Regions from separate parts of the Mus musculus genome. Here regions 2, 3, 4 and 5 are each linked to region 1. A link is a contact called in public Hi-C and HiChIP or PLAC-seq data. All regions are on one chromosome and are shown on one strand. The core of a region is the stretch at or near the end of the contact, and the rest is flanking DNA. Distances in the headings are between cores, read along the strand shown.

What was found. A called contact is a pair of places that touch in the nucleus more often than the background predicts. HiChIP or PLAC-seq counts read pairs in DNA pulled down with a chosen protein or histone mark.
Region 2: a contact with region 1 is called in a FOXA1 HiChIP or PLAC-seq map of pancreatic cancer cells. The contact joins the promoter of Sgsm3 here to the enhancer-like site in region 1. A contact is called at or near these places in 3 of 39 promoter capture datasets (the C10 cell line, HPC-7-derived erythroid cells and macrophages), 2 of 484 Hi-C or Micro-C datasets (CD4 T cells and bone marrow-derived macrophages), 3 of 115 datasets of contacts at active chromatin or transcription factors (T-cell acute lymphoblastic leukemia, large pre-B cells and pancreatic cancer cells) and 2 of 9 other capture datasets (adipose tissue and macrophages).
Region 3: a contact with region 1 is called in a Foxp3 HiChIP or PLAC-seq map of regulatory T cells, with 7 times the contacts expected there. The contact joins two enhancer-like sites. A contact is called at or near these places in 1 of 484 Hi-C or Micro-C datasets (CD4 T cells) and 3 of 115 datasets of contacts at active chromatin or transcription factors (memory CD8 T cells, regulatory T cells and thymic regulatory T cells).
Region 4: a contact with region 1 is called in a FOXA1 HiChIP or PLAC-seq map of pancreatic cancer cells. The contact joins two enhancer-like sites. A contact is called at or near these places in 2 of 15 datasets of contacts at CTCF or cohesin (large pre-B cells and stem cell-derived epiblast-like cells), 5 of 484 Hi-C or Micro-C datasets (bone marrow-derived macrophages, embryonic fibroblasts, embryonic stem cells and 1 more), 5 of 115 datasets of contacts at active chromatin or transcription factors (T-cell acute lymphoblastic leukemia, bone marrow-derived dendritic cells, embryonic stem cells and 2 more) and 2 of 9 other capture datasets (embryonic stem cells and pancreatic islet).
Region 5: a Hi-C map of CD4 T cells shows a contact between it and region 1, with 2.4 times the contacts expected there. The contact joins two enhancer-like sites. A contact is called at or near these places in 1 of 484 Hi-C or Micro-C datasets (CD4 T cells), 1 of 115 datasets of contacts at active chromatin or transcription factors (bone marrow-derived dendritic cells) and 1 of 9 other capture datasets (adipose tissue).

The regions. Positions count from the first base shown.
Region 1 is chr15:81,299,857-81,302,556 of GRCm38.p6, reverse strand. No RefSeq gene overlaps it. Among named protein-coding and RNA genes, the nearest start is that of Gm52179, 41 kb to the right of the region's middle. Within about 2 kb of position 1,251, at least 181 of the 459 cell types and tissues checked have an H3K27ac peak or open chromatin away from gene starts, as enhancers often do. A contact at or near this core is called in T-cell acute lymphoblastic leukemia, bone marrow-derived macrophages, pancreatic cancer cells and 2 more, where this site is marked.
Region 2 is chr15:80,976,440-80,979,139 of GRCm38.p6, reverse strand. It overlaps Sgsm3 (small G protein signaling modulator 3), which reads right to left and starts at 1,375. Exons shown (of 22, transcript NM_134091.2): 1 at 1,275-1,375.
Region 3 is chr15:80,806,080-80,808,779 of GRCm38.p6, reverse strand. All of the region lies in intron 4 of Tnrc6b (trinucleotide repeat containing 6b), which reads right to left. Among named protein-coding and RNA genes, the nearest start is that of Tnrc6b, 96 kb to the right of the region's middle. Within about 2 kb of position 1,404, at least 30 of the 459 cell types and tissues checked have an H3K27ac peak or open chromatin away from gene starts, as enhancers often do. A contact at or near this core is called in regulatory T cells, where this site is marked.
Region 4 is chr15:80,999,261-81,001,960 of GRCm38.p6, reverse strand. All of the region lies in intron 1 of Sgsm3 (small G protein signaling modulator 3), which reads right to left. Among named protein-coding and RNA genes, the nearest start is that of Sgsm3, 23 kb to the right of the region's middle. Within about 2 kb of position 1,255, at least 57 of the 459 cell types and tissues checked have an H3K27ac peak or open chromatin away from gene starts, as enhancers often do. A contact at or near this core is called in T-cell acute lymphoblastic leukemia, bone marrow-derived macrophages, pancreatic cancer cells and 1 more, where this site is marked.
Region 5 is chr15:80,895,540-80,898,239 of GRCm38.p6, reverse strand. All of the region lies in intron 14 of Tnrc6b (trinucleotide repeat containing 6b), which reads right to left. Among named protein-coding and RNA genes, the nearest start is that of Mir5113, 43 kb to the left of the region's middle. Within about 2 kb of position 1,264, at least 73 of the 459 cell types and tissues checked have an H3K27ac peak or open chromatin away from gene starts, as enhancers often do.

The DNA of each region.
Region 1 (2,700 bases), core at 2-2,501:
TGCCAGGCAAACGTTCTAACTGAGCTGTCTCAACCCCTCTTTCTCACCTACTCATCTCTGATCCATGTGTTTGGTAATGAGCCTGTGTAGAAAGATGTGTGGTCACGAAGGTTATACATACTAAGGAGTTTTACAATTATGATTTCCGACTTTATAGAAGAGCTTCCTTTTAAGAGGGAAAACTGCCCGAGTGCTGGGACTTTTATGGTGGTTATGGTTGTTTTCTGAGCTTTTGTTTTGTTTAATTTTACTGTTGTAACTAAGGAAAATACTTCAAGCCACCAGAGGGCATTGTAGTTAACGTTGGGTGCTGGCTTCATTATAGCTCGTGGCCTCCAGAGGTGCCCGGTGAAATCTGCTTCCATGAAAAGAAGGACTTTCACATTTAATGAACAGCCTAAAGAGGATCGGTAGATTAAACTTGGAACAGGAGAGCTCGCATCCTTTGTATCTAGCAGAAGCAAAGGACAGAGTAGGTGGTGCCTCCTTCAAATGCTATTCTCTTCTTTATTCCTTTCCCCAAGCGTGTGCCTAAACTTTTTGAGTTGCCATCTATGATTGACAATCTTTCCTGAGCAGAAGGTAGGCTCAGGACCTCCCAATGGCAACAGAAATTGAAACTGACACGTGAAAGCCTGTCTCTCACCCATAGTGTCCACCTCTTTGTGGCCTTTATGGCTGCTAATAAAAATGTCTAACTTGAATGATGTACTGCTGGCACCCTCCATGTAGAAGCTGAAGCAGGCAGAAAAGCAACTGCGTCAAGCAAAGCCTTGTGGAGAATAGGTGGCGTTTCAACAGTTGAACACTACACTACTTCACGCCCCAGGTGGGAAATCCTTTGCTACTTTCCGTTCCTGTAGGCCACGTGGTTCTGCTCCATCTTCCTTCCACCTCTCTTCCTCTATCCTCCTCTCTCTCCTCTCTCTTCTCTCTCTCCTCATCTTCCCTTCCTCCTTTCTCTCTCTCCCTCTCTAAAACCTCCAGCCCCACCTTTCCCATCCACTGCCCAATCACAGGCTCTCGCCTTGATTTGCTTTATAAAATGGGCAGAAGGTTTGCCTGAAATCACCAGAGGGCGTGATCCACTCCTTGAGCCAGTCCCTCTTGAGGAAGCAGAATTAGCATCAAAGTACAAACAGCACCAGGGCAACGCACAACAGGAAACAGGTGATGAAACCACACAGTTTGGTCTTGTTCTTGACTACGGGCAAAAGCGTGCACTGTCGAGTGTGACGCTAGCTGTGGGTTTCCCAGAGCCTCCGTGTTGTTCCTTTGCAGGACTGTGCGCTTGCCTGCTCTGAGTCACCATGGGTGACCTGTCACCATGCTCAGGAACACACATTGATTGGAAGACTAGCCACAGATCTCCCAGCCCCCTGCCTTGCTCTAAGATGTCCTAACTTGCCACTTTGTTTTGTTTTTAACCATTTTATTAAATCATTCTCAAAATGTGGATGATCCCTGGCCACAGTAAATATAATAAGGTGTATATAATTCAGTTGTTGCTTTTTTTTTTTTTTTTTCCTTTCAAGTCAAGTTTCTCTATGTATCCCTAGCTGTTTTGGAACTCACTCTGTAAACCAGGCTGGCCTTGAACTCAGAGATCTGCTTGCTTTTACCTCCCAAGTGCTGGGATTAGAGGTGTGCACCACCACAGCCTGGCAAGTTGTTGCTTTAGCACATAGTCCTCACATGACTCTGCTGGCTGCCACAGGCAGCCACCCACAGTTGTCTCAGTCACCCACAATTGGCTGCTTTGTCCCTTAAGAGACTCACTCCAGACTGGGAAGGGATCAGGCTTGCCCAGGGCAGTATGGTCTGGACTTGCATTTCTGCATCTGCCTTTTTTGCAAACACGGGTTATGATTTTCCTAGGTGTTAATTATTAACATATTTCTTGCCGTCCGTGTGTCTGCATCTGAGAGCATCTTTGGCTTCCAGTGATTTGCTGAGAATCAGGCTGCCAGAGAAAACTTTAGATATTTCTACAAAGCAAAACAGGAAAGAATTCTCCTGGGCTAAAGTGCAAGGACTCTGCAAGACCTATCTGGGTGCGTATGTACCGCTAAGATCTCAGGCTCAGCTCTGTTCAGGATGAATGAGTTTGGTGGGAGGCAGCTCTATAATCTATGTAAAATTGTTGTTTTTTTTTTTTTTTCTTTTTGGGTGGCTTGTTTAGTCCCTTGTACCTCACCTATACCCAGATAATCATCTGATAATTGAATAACCAGCAGTTGTCACATTAATCTGTAGAATGGAGCACTAGGCAGCCACGAAAGAGAGCAAACCACAAGTCTGTGTGGCAGCAAGGACGAGCCACACCATGTGGAGCCACACTATGTGGAGCCACACACTACTATGTGGAGGAAAACAGGCACAACCTTGACTTGCTGTGTGGTTCCAACAAATCTCAAAAGCAGCATTAGAAATCAAAGCAGCACTCACATGTTGGGGAAGACAAGACGAAAGGAGGAGATGAAGGTAGACGTAGCAAGCCGATGCTAAGTCAAGGGAAACTGGCTGATGTCAATGGTGGTGCATGCTGGTACTCCTAGGGCTTGGGGAGCAGAGGCAGGAGGATCACTGTAAACAAGATCAGCCTGGTCGATGTACTCAGTTCCAGGCTACATAACAAAATCCTCTTTCAACAAAACTAAAATAAAAAGGGAAAAGGTCACGAGGCCTTTCAAATAGATT
Region 2 (2,700 bases), core at 126-2,625, 320 kb after region 1:
AGAGAAGTCAAATTTGGTTCTCAGAACCCATAACAATCTCACCGCTGTTCTAACTCCTGGGGATCTAAAGCCATCTTCTGACCTTTGCAGGTCATGCACTCATGAACACACACACATTTAAAAAAATTAAATTTTAAAAGTTTAAAACCAATCAACCAATCAACCAAAAAACCAAGATGAGATAATGATGAAGAAGCTACATTAAGGATTTGGGGACAGCTCAGTAGTGGAGGGAGGCCCTGGGTTCCATATGGAATAATCAACAACAACAGTAGCAGCAGCAGCAGCACACACATAGGTCACGGGGAACAGAGTATGGGAAACTGATCATTAATGCTTGGAGTCAGAAGAAAGCTGGAGGCTAACAGAGGGCTTAAGGGGGAAAAGAACCAGGAACTGTGCGTGCCTGAAAACTCAGTCACCAGCACAGTCAGAAAAGCTACAAAGAAAAAAAGATGAAACTGAAAAGTAGTCCGGTTGAAGATGTGAATTTGGAGGCTTGAGAGCGCACACCTTCAGTTCGGCACTTGGAAAGCAGAAGCAGGCAGAGCTCGGAGTCTGAGGCCAGCCTGGGCTACAAACATGAATTTACCTAGAAAGATTTCTTTTAAGGAACCGGATAGACAGACAGACAGACAGACAGACAGATAATACCCACTCCCCTGTCATCTCTAAAAACTCACCACCAACACCAACAAAAACCTAAACAAAAACAAAAACAAACCCACCATAGCCCATCATAAATTTCCTATGCATCATGAGACGGGAAGACACGGCACAATCTGTCACTGACAAGGAAACTTTAAAGCATCTGTATTTCCTATTACTGCCCTATGAAAGCAGTCGGGACCCACACCTAAATCTCAGGGTAATTTCAGGACCTCTAACCGGAAGCACACGAGGCGACCCCTGCCTACACGTCCGCCTCAGTTTCCCCGCTGCTAACACTCGGCCTAGGCACTGAACCCGAGTCTTCCAGGGGAACAGCTAAGTCGGCTCTGAGGGAGAGTTGCCACCTGCCGAGACGCCCGCCGCTGCGTCAGGCGCAGTTCCTCCGGGTCGCCGGGAGCCGCCGGAGGGGGTGGGTCTGTCACTGTCACGCGCGTCCCGGGTCGCCGTGGGAGCAGCCACGCCGCGGCGGCTCGCCGCCCCCGCCTGAGGCGGCGCCTTCCCCGCCGCCTTCCCCTCAGCCCGTACCCCGCGGCCTCCACTCAAGAGGCAGGTGAGCGTCCCCCTCGCCGGCCCGGAGACTCGGAGACTCGCGCACCGCTCACCTGTCTCGCGGCCACCTCAGCACCTCGGCAGGTCAGGCTAGCAGCTGCCTCCTAGTCGGCGCGCACTGCTGCCCTTCTGCGCACGCGCGGGCCGCAGAGCCGGTGGCCGTGGGGCATGCTGGGGGCTGTAGTTTCGCGGGAAGACTGGCCCATCCCAGGTTCCAGGCGTCCTTTAGAGGTAGGTACCCCAGGCACCCGGTCTGTGATGCAAGCAACTCGTGGTTGTTTGGGAGCAGTCAGGATGGAGTCAGTGCACAAGTCCAGAAACTGGTCTTCTCTTTCAGGCTCACAGAGCTGGCTTCTAGACCAGATTAATCTAGTTTTCCATCAGTCACAGGCCCTGGGGAAAGCAGTAATTGATTGAGGTCATGACTAAGAAGGAAGCGGTGTGTGGAACCTGAGCACCTGCTTTTGAGTCACTCGTAACATTTTGCGCATCCATAAAAACCCGGAACTTACGGTTTCCGTGAGAACTCAATGTGTATGGAAAACGTTTAAACACAGCACCAAAGAACAATCCAGAAAGATGGCAGCTGACACTGTCACTGCTGGCAAGGAATCTAATCTGAACCCGCCCCCCCCCCCTCCCTCATTTCAGAAAGGCTATCAACAGCATTAAAGGGACATCTCAGCCAAATCTGAAAAGACACTGACTGCGACCAACACCGGTTTGAAGTGTTGGTTCGTACTTGTGCCCAGGTCAATGAAGCAAACTCTACAAACCGCAAGGTGGACTCAGTCATGACCTGGCCGTACAATAAACAGCTTACAAAGCACATTAGCAGGTTTTTCACATCACCCAAGCACAGGAATGGGCTGAATGCAGAATGAATGTTATTCTCATTTGTTTCAAAAATTCCTTCCCTGAGAGACTTAAATATTTACCAGATCCTTATAAGGTGCCAATGACGAATCGAAGTACGATCTCAGCAAAGTTCAACCTGGAGAGCCAATGAATCTGTTAGGCTTACTTACAGAGCATAGATGATAGATTGCATACAGGAGCATGGGTAACATGCAGCCATACTGCCGTCTTCACCCGAAATGGAATATGGCTTCCCCACAGCTCAGGAGGACATGGAGCCCCTGAAGCATATATGACCCGGCGCATCCAGAGATTTTTGAGGTCATGTGCAATTAGGGTAGAACTGCCTCCAATGGCTGTGAGGAGCAGCTGTAATCTCAAGTCTGGGGTGGGAAGGGGCAGACAGTTGCCCTCTTCAGTCCCTCCTTCTATGAGGGAACGCCAACAGTCAAAAAAGCCCCACGGTGGTGACTGCTAGCAAACAGGCACGGCTGACTTTCTGACGGAAGTGTTTAGAGAAGGACCCGGATGGAAATAACAGGAGCTAGGAAGTGGTAACATGGAATCTGTGTTGATTACCTAAGTAGTCTGTTTGTCTTTTCAGTCACAGCACCCTTTTAA
Region 3 (2,700 bases), core at 155-2,654, 490 kb after region 1:
CTGTTCCAAGGCCTTCCACATGGGGGGGCGTTTAGACATATGACACAAACTGCTGTGTTTAGATACCTCTACCAGTATACCATTCTGTTGACCTTAACTAAAACAGTGTTTTTAAATTTGAAATTTGTGTGTGTTGATACAAAGTTTGCCTTTTCACAAAAAATGTAAAAGATTAGACTCTCATTTTAAGTTTCCCGACAGGCTAAGCCAAACAGTGTTCAGAGTAGTGCTTACCCTGTGAAAGGTTCTGTGCTGGGGAAGCCATTTTGGATATTTTTAAAGTGTACAGCACCACAAACAACCTGCTTTACTTTGCATAACCCTGCAGTAGCTACTTCGGCATCCACTGTGATAGCAACATGTGGCTAGTGCCACTCAAACTTAACTTAGCACAAACACTGAGAGTTCTCTGCATTACTGGACAAACTTCATATGCTTGGAAAAGACTTGTGCACACAAACTTACTTCTTCATGAGAAAGTAGTCAGTTTTACAGAATATAAATACAAACCAAAGATTTCCAATGAAAATGTTATGTCAAACTACAGTGTTCTAACTGTTAAGTATACACCAGATTTCAGACTCAATATGAAAGTAAAATACTTCTCTAGCTGTAGATCAATTACACAATTACTGATAATATTTTACACATACCCAGTTAAATAAAACACCGTTCAAAATAACTTCATCCTTACAAGGTTTGTTTTCTATTTCCCCTGAACTGTGCTGGCATCATCTAATGATTCCCCTGGTGTGCCTGCTGGAGCTCCTCTCAACACCAGCTCGGGAATAGCGCCATTACCAGATACCTTCTTTCCTGCCCAGCACCTGAAACTGCTGGTCACGCCTGCAATGAACTGAAAAGTCCTTCCCTCATCCTTGGTGTCTGTGACTAACTCTACCTTTCTTTTAATTCTTCCCGGGTCTTCTTTCTCTTCCTGTCCCCATTCTCATTTTCTTCTATTGTGTAGAGTCCCGGTGACCTCATCCACCCCTAGGCATCCACTATCACTTCAACAGGAAGCTGTCCTACTATCTCCATTCTGACCTCATTCCAGGCTGCAGCTCCACAGAGCCAGTTTTCTGCCCAACAGTTCTACCTGAAGAACTCTGTATGTATGAGTAGAAGTCATATGCAGAGGACTCCATGCTATGCACCTAGAAAACCTAGCATCTGCTCTTTTGTAGTCCAAAGTCAGCCTCACTCAGAGCAAGGTCTTTTCACCACAGTCCTTGCACCAAACTCATTTTTTAAAAAAGTTTTTCTAAGACAGGATTTCTCTGTGCCGACCAAGCTGACCTCAAATTCACAGAGATGTACTTGGCTCTGCCTCCTGAGTTCTGGGATTAAAGGAGTGCGCTACCACTGCCTGGTTCTACTCTAATTGGCCTGCTGGACTCTGAACCCCTTAACACTCGGCAACTCTGTTTACACTGTCTCCAAGCTTACAGACCTCCATTCGTGGCCTAACATGGATGTGAACCACTCACAGAAGGCACCCGGTTCCTCCTCACCTCACTAACTTTTCTTGGACAGTCCTGCTCCTTTCCCTCAAGCTAGAATGCCCAGCCTTCAGAGTTCCCTGAGCCCAATTCTGCCCAATCTTTAGGCCCTGCCTATATGCCAAGTCTTCACAGAGCATTTCCTGATCAATCAATCCAGCTCAAACCAATGTTTCTCTTCTCCAAATGCCCTTGGCCACCAGGAATGGGGATACATAGAGAAATCGTGCCTTGAAAAACAAAACAAAATAAACCCTGGTAATAGAACTATATAGTTTTTAATCATTTCCCCCTCCCCCATTAAGAAAGGAAAGGGTTTTACTGTGTAGCCCTGGCTATCCTAGAACTCACTCTGCAGACCAAGCTGTCCTCAAACTCTAAGATCCACCTGCCCCTGCCTTGGGTTAAAGGTATGTGCCACCACTTCCTGGCTGGCTTTTATCTTCTTTATAAAACAATGTTTCCTACCACCGCTGCCCCTTATACTACATACAATGGGTAAGCCATCTTTGGACACCTTACCAGGAAAACTAATTTAAGGAGAATTTTGAAAACTTGAAACTACAATGAATTTTTAAATCTATCCCAGACTAGGTCTCTAACTTCTGCAGATCTTTATTTGAAAGTCACAATATTCAATAACTCCAAACTAAACTCATGGCGTGAGCCCCACATCTGCCTCTCATCTAAATGGCCTGACTCAGTGAGGGTACTCACTATTCCCCAGCCCAGAGGCTGTGACGGCTTCCCAAATGTCCCTGGGAATCATCTACTCCTAACTTTGCGGACAATTCTGGCTAACACCACCTGAGAACACTATTGTATCAAGTGGTCAGAATGGTCACATATTCTACCCTCTCAACCATACCCCAAATCCAATCTAAACAAGTGACATTGCTGCATAAACCTTTTCCAAGTGCTCTGAGGAAAAAGACTTCTCTGATGGCTGACAGACTCCACGGCTTCCTGCCAAGGTTTAAACTTTCATTCTCTATTTCCCAGATCATCTCTTTCCTTAAGCACAATTACACCCCAACAATAATGACCACATATGATACAATGAAGCTCCCCAAATACATCACTGTCTGCTCTTGCTGCAGGCAGGGCCTTTGTACAAGCTGACTTCCATTTGGGTTGGGTGATCTTCCTTAGTAATTGAGCGACATCCTGAACCGGCCAGCTTCCTCACATTATATTC
Region 4 (2,700 bases), core at 6-2,505, 300 kb after region 1:
CCTCTGAGGGCACTGCACATATGTGATGCAGAGACAGACATACACACAAAATAAATTTAAAAGATGTTTGAACATACATTTCTCAAATAAGAGAGGGAAATGGCCAATAGCGGGTGAAAGTGACTGGGTTATCATCAACCACAAAGGAGATCTAAACTGTGAAGGCATGCTACTCCACAGCCATGAGGGCTCACACAAACAAACACCAGAGTGCTCTCCTCGCTCGCACACATCAAACTCTTCAGTCTGCGTCCCCAACACTGCATGTGACTAAATGTGGCAGTGTACACCTGTAATCCCAGCACGAGGATGAAGACAAATCCTAGGCCACATGAGACCTTGTCTCAGAAAACATTTTTTAAAAAGGAGGGGCTGGAGCGATGGCTCAGCAGCTACGAGCCTCTTTCAGAGGACCTGAATTAAATGCACTCCTATCAGGCAGTTCACAACTGCCAGTAACTGCAGCTCCAGGCGATCCAATCACTTCTTCTGGACCCAAAGGCATTTACATGTACACAGACATACAAAGACACATATACATAATTTTGATTTTTTTCTTTAAAAAAATGTTAGCAAGAATATGGAGAAATCAGCTGGGAGTGGTGGCACATGCCTTTAATCCCAGCACTCAGAAGGCAGGGGCAGGTGGATTTCTGAGTTTGAGGCCAGCCTGGTCTACAGAGTGAGTTCCAGCCAGGGCTACACAGAGAAATCCTGTCTCAAAAAAAAACAAAAAAAAACAAAAAGGGGCTGGTGAGATGGCTCAGTAGGTAAGAGCACCCGACTGCTCTTCCGAAGGTCCGAAGTTCAAATCCCAGCAACCACATGGTGGCTCACAACCACCCGTAATGAGATCTGATGCCCTCTTCTGGTGCGTCTGAAGACAGCTACAGTGTACTTACATATAATAAATAAATAAAAAAAAAAAAAAAAAAAAAAAAAAAAAAAACAAAACAAAAAAAAAAAAGGAGAAATCAACTAGGCAGGGTAGTACATGCCTTTAATCCCAACAGAGGCAGGTGGATCTTTATGAGTTCCAGGCCAGCCATGGCTACATAATAAGACCCTGTCAGAAAAAGAAAAAGGAAGAGGGAAAGGAGGAGATAAAATATGGAGCAAAAACATGGAGGAAAAGAGGTTGTTTAAAGAGGAGGAACCGACATCTGCTGGAGGGCAGAAGGGGCTGGAAGAGAGTTCTCAACAGCAGTTCCCCTCTCACCAGCCTCCTACTCACTGTCACTCAGCAAACAATGACTGAGCACAGAGCCAGGCAGCACAACCGTGGATAAGGTCAGGCTGTTGCAGTGTAGTAGAAAATTAGATAAGAGACAAAGTAAGATGGGACTAATTCTGTATCAAAAGAGCCTTTGAGAGCTGAGGTCTGAGCAAGGGCCAAAGCCAGGCTAGAGATCAAGGCCTGACTTCACTGAGGGAGGATCCAGATGCAGGGAGGGGCCAGTGAGCTCAGAGCCTAGGATGCAGTGGGGGGAAGAGTGGGAGGAAGCAACAGCAGATGCCAAGGGCACCTCACCCTGCTCACCCTGAAGACAGGCTTTTGACCTCTGTTCTCAGACAGCAAAGAAATCCACAGATTCTGAACAGCCATCAAGCAAAATCTGGTAGGACTGAACAATATCTCCAGGTGCCCAGAAATCAATGGAGACTGAAAGGCCATGCCCAGGGTAGGAGATGTTGTGGGTGCAAGCACTGAGAATCGATCAGATGGTGTACACATTTTTACAGGCTGAGAGCCTCGATTGCTATTTCATTCATGTTGCACTTAAGGACACATATACTTAGGGTTGACCTTAAGTCTCCCAGATGTGACACTGCTGAGCTGGGCAGGCAGGTTTTTCAGCTTCTGGTTGCTATGGAAATTTCCCTGAAAGCACCCAGAACTGACAGACCTAGCCTAAACAGTTAGTCTCCACAAATACCTGGTCTATGGCTGCCCTCTTGTAGTCTTTTTAAAAGAAACCTTAGAAAACCTTAATTGATGCAGCCACTTCTGAGTTGCTCAGAAGAAATTGTAACAATTAAATGTACAAGCTTAAGAGAGCCAGTTCTGATGCTGTGTGTCCCTTCCTAGTTTACCAATCCCACATTTTCCCACAAATGTTGCCACTGTATGCAGGTGCAGAGGTACCGTTCACTTCCTGTGGTCTCCTGACATGGACTGAAGGGACATATATCCCTGACAAGGCAGCAGAGTTACTGCCACACAAGTGGCTTTCTCCAGACATCTTCCAGGAAGCATAAAGGCTGAACCAATATAGGCAAAAACATTGATTTTTGGTGGCACCTAAGAGCCTAAAGACCACTTTTTTTTTCTGTAAAGAGATGAGGTGACTCTGAAAGCTACAGATAACAGATAAACTGGTGAGAGTGGCTCAGGGCTGGGAAAGTCTGAGAAAGGCTAAAAGGAAGGAGGAAACTAGTATAGACACTAGAGATGCTTCTAAAACCTACATGGTGGCTCACAGCCATCTGCAACTGCAGTTCCAGGAGATCCAATGTCTTCAGCTGACCTCCTCGGGCACCAGGCATACATACACGCATGCAAAAACACTCATACACAAAAGTTTTGCTTTGAGACAGGGTTTCTCTGTATATTATGTCCTGGAATTCACTTTGTAGACCAGGCTAGCCTTGAACTTACAGAAATCCTCCTGCCTCTGCCTCCCAAGTTCTGGAATTAAA
Region 5 (2,700 bases), core at 15-2,514, 400 kb after region 1:
ATTAAAGGCGTGCGCCACCTGGCAGGCATTCTTATATTTACACTGCACCAGTGCACATGCCCCTTAAGCTGACAGTTTTAGACTCTAAGTCAATACCCAGGAGGTCTTTCTATTTACCCTTGCTTCTTCAGGCTGCAGATACAGCGGCTCCTTACAAGAATTACAAAAGGAGTAACGCCCCTATGCTCCTGGCAAATGGCTGCTCAAACCTAGGATGCAAAGTAATTAAAGTGCAGGTTTGCATATTCCTATTATGGAGAGTTAATTATGCAGGCTTAAAAGCCCTCAGTCTCCAGCTGGGCTGGAGAAAGTGAGTATCTTGAAGCAATCAATATGGCTTTTAACAAAGCAATGCAGGTGGAAAATGGCAGAAATTTAAAGGGATGACAAAAGCCACCAGAATCTTACTTTCTGAATCCTCCAGTGAGTGGAGGGAAAGCAACAGTAGAAACAAAGGCTTTAACAACTCTTCCTTCCTTTTTTTTTCCTGGCTGTGTTGGAAAAAGAACCTAGGGTCTCAAACATGACTTTTCTATCATTGAATGACATTCCTAGCCTTGTAATAAATGTTAAATGTTAAGTTTCAGTGTTTATGCTTTAGAAAAAAATTCTCTAACACTTCACTCTGGACAACTAGGTTTAGAAATAAGGTAGGACCACACGTGGGTCCCCAATAAGGAGGCCAAGGCGGAAGGCTCAGTTTAAGCCAGGATGCATGCCACAGAAACAAAACCTAATATTGATGAAGGTTTTTGTATAAGACTTTCTCTGCAAATTTAGCAAAAAATTAGAAACAATTTAATATCCAATAAAAGGGGAAGAGAGTGTTAAGTAAATCAAGGTAAATGTATTTAATGAAACAAGTTTCTGATAATAATTAACATTGCCAGGTGTGGTGGTATATTCCTTTAATCCCAGCACTGGAGAGACAGAAAAGAAAGAGGATCTAGATGATTTTAAGGCTAGCCTGGGTTATAGTAAGACCCTGTTTCATAATAAAACAAAACCCTACAAACAAAGAATGAGAAACCAGAAGAATGATCAATATGGGCTGGGGCACAGCTCACTTTATGTACCGAGCACACCCCGGGTTCCATCCCAAGAACCAAAGGAGAGGGTGAGAAGACTACTTGGCAACAGAGGAAAACACAGTGTTAACAGTGGTGGGTACAGAGATGAACAGCATGCCTGCACATGCACAACGTCAACGGGATGTGCGCAACACAGCTGTGGTCACCCCTGTGGCTGTGAAACTTGACTCAAGGGGCGGAGGAGGAAGGAAAGACAAGGAAACTTCCGGAGGGTAAGATGGCAAGAGTAGTGGGGAAGCACTGTAAGCTTCAGAGCTTAGCTGGCTAAGGCGCTCTGAAGCACAGAGCCGAGGAAGTAAAGGTCATGCCGCTTGGCAGCCCCAGACAACAGCGGTCTAAATACGACTGGGGTTTTGGGGTCACTTGGTTGGAGAGACATAAGGTATAAGCTGGGTGAGATCACCAAGAACCCTAAAAATGGCAGTAAACACTGCACTGTAGGTGGGTGAGCAAGCCAGGAGAGGATCTGCAGCCAAGGGACATCATGGTGTACTGTATGTTTTACAGCAGAGCTTCACAGATCTTTCTGTCATGCCTAAGCAGACACAAGCTAGGTGCATCTACTTAAATTTAATGATGATGAAATAATAGCTAAATTTCAAGTGTTCCTCTGCTAATAGCTACCAGAGTGGACAATGTGGCTATGAAGAGGACAAGTGTGACTCAGTCTACAGACATCAACACCTGAATGAAGAAGAATGGGGCAGACACAAGAAGGCCCTACACTATGATGGTAGCCTTCTAGGGATTTAGGAACTACATCAGTAGTGATAACAGTCAGAGCCTGGATCAAGATTTTTTTTTTTAAAAAAACGTGTGTGTGTGTGTGTGTGTGTGTGTGTTTGCACATGCAGATGTGTGCCCTTGAGATTCTCAAGGAGCTTATCAAGGTTTCCCAAAGATAACTCCAGTTCTGAAGGGAAAATTTCCTGAACTGAATGTGGCTGTGATGCAGGAGGATCATACTTTAGCTTGTGGGTCTTTGGTGTGAACAACTACAGAATAGGAGCATGTCTAACTGGAATTTTATTATTATTATTATTATATGTGTGTACACTGTAGCTGTCTTCAGACACTCCAGAAGAGGGCATCAGATTTCATTATGGATGGTTGTGAGCCACCATGTGGTTGCTGGGATTTGAACTCCGGACCTTCGGAAGAGCAGTCAGCACTCTTAACCACTGAGCCATCTTGCCAGCCCTTGTTTTGTTTTTAAATCTGAACATATCTAGCAGTATATGACACTGAAAAGAACATGTTGACAGCAGGCACAATTTTGTAACTCTCAATATTAAGGGCACTGAGGCAGATGAGGTCACCTAGTGGTGGCTGTATGCTGTGAAAGGGATGAGAACTGAGCACCAGGACAGTCTGATGATCAGTGCTGAGAGGTGGGAGAAAGGCAGAGAACCACTGTAAGGTGCTCGATCAAGAGCCAAGTGACCTAGGTGTTTCAGAGGGAGGATGGGATGTCAAACAAAGATAGGAGGCAATCTTTCCAAGTGCCACTGCTTTGCTTGTGCCCTTGGGCTAGCCCTGCTCTCTGAAGCTCTGGTCACTCCACCATGTAAACATACTCCATCTTACTTCCAGTGTCATCTCTCAGACT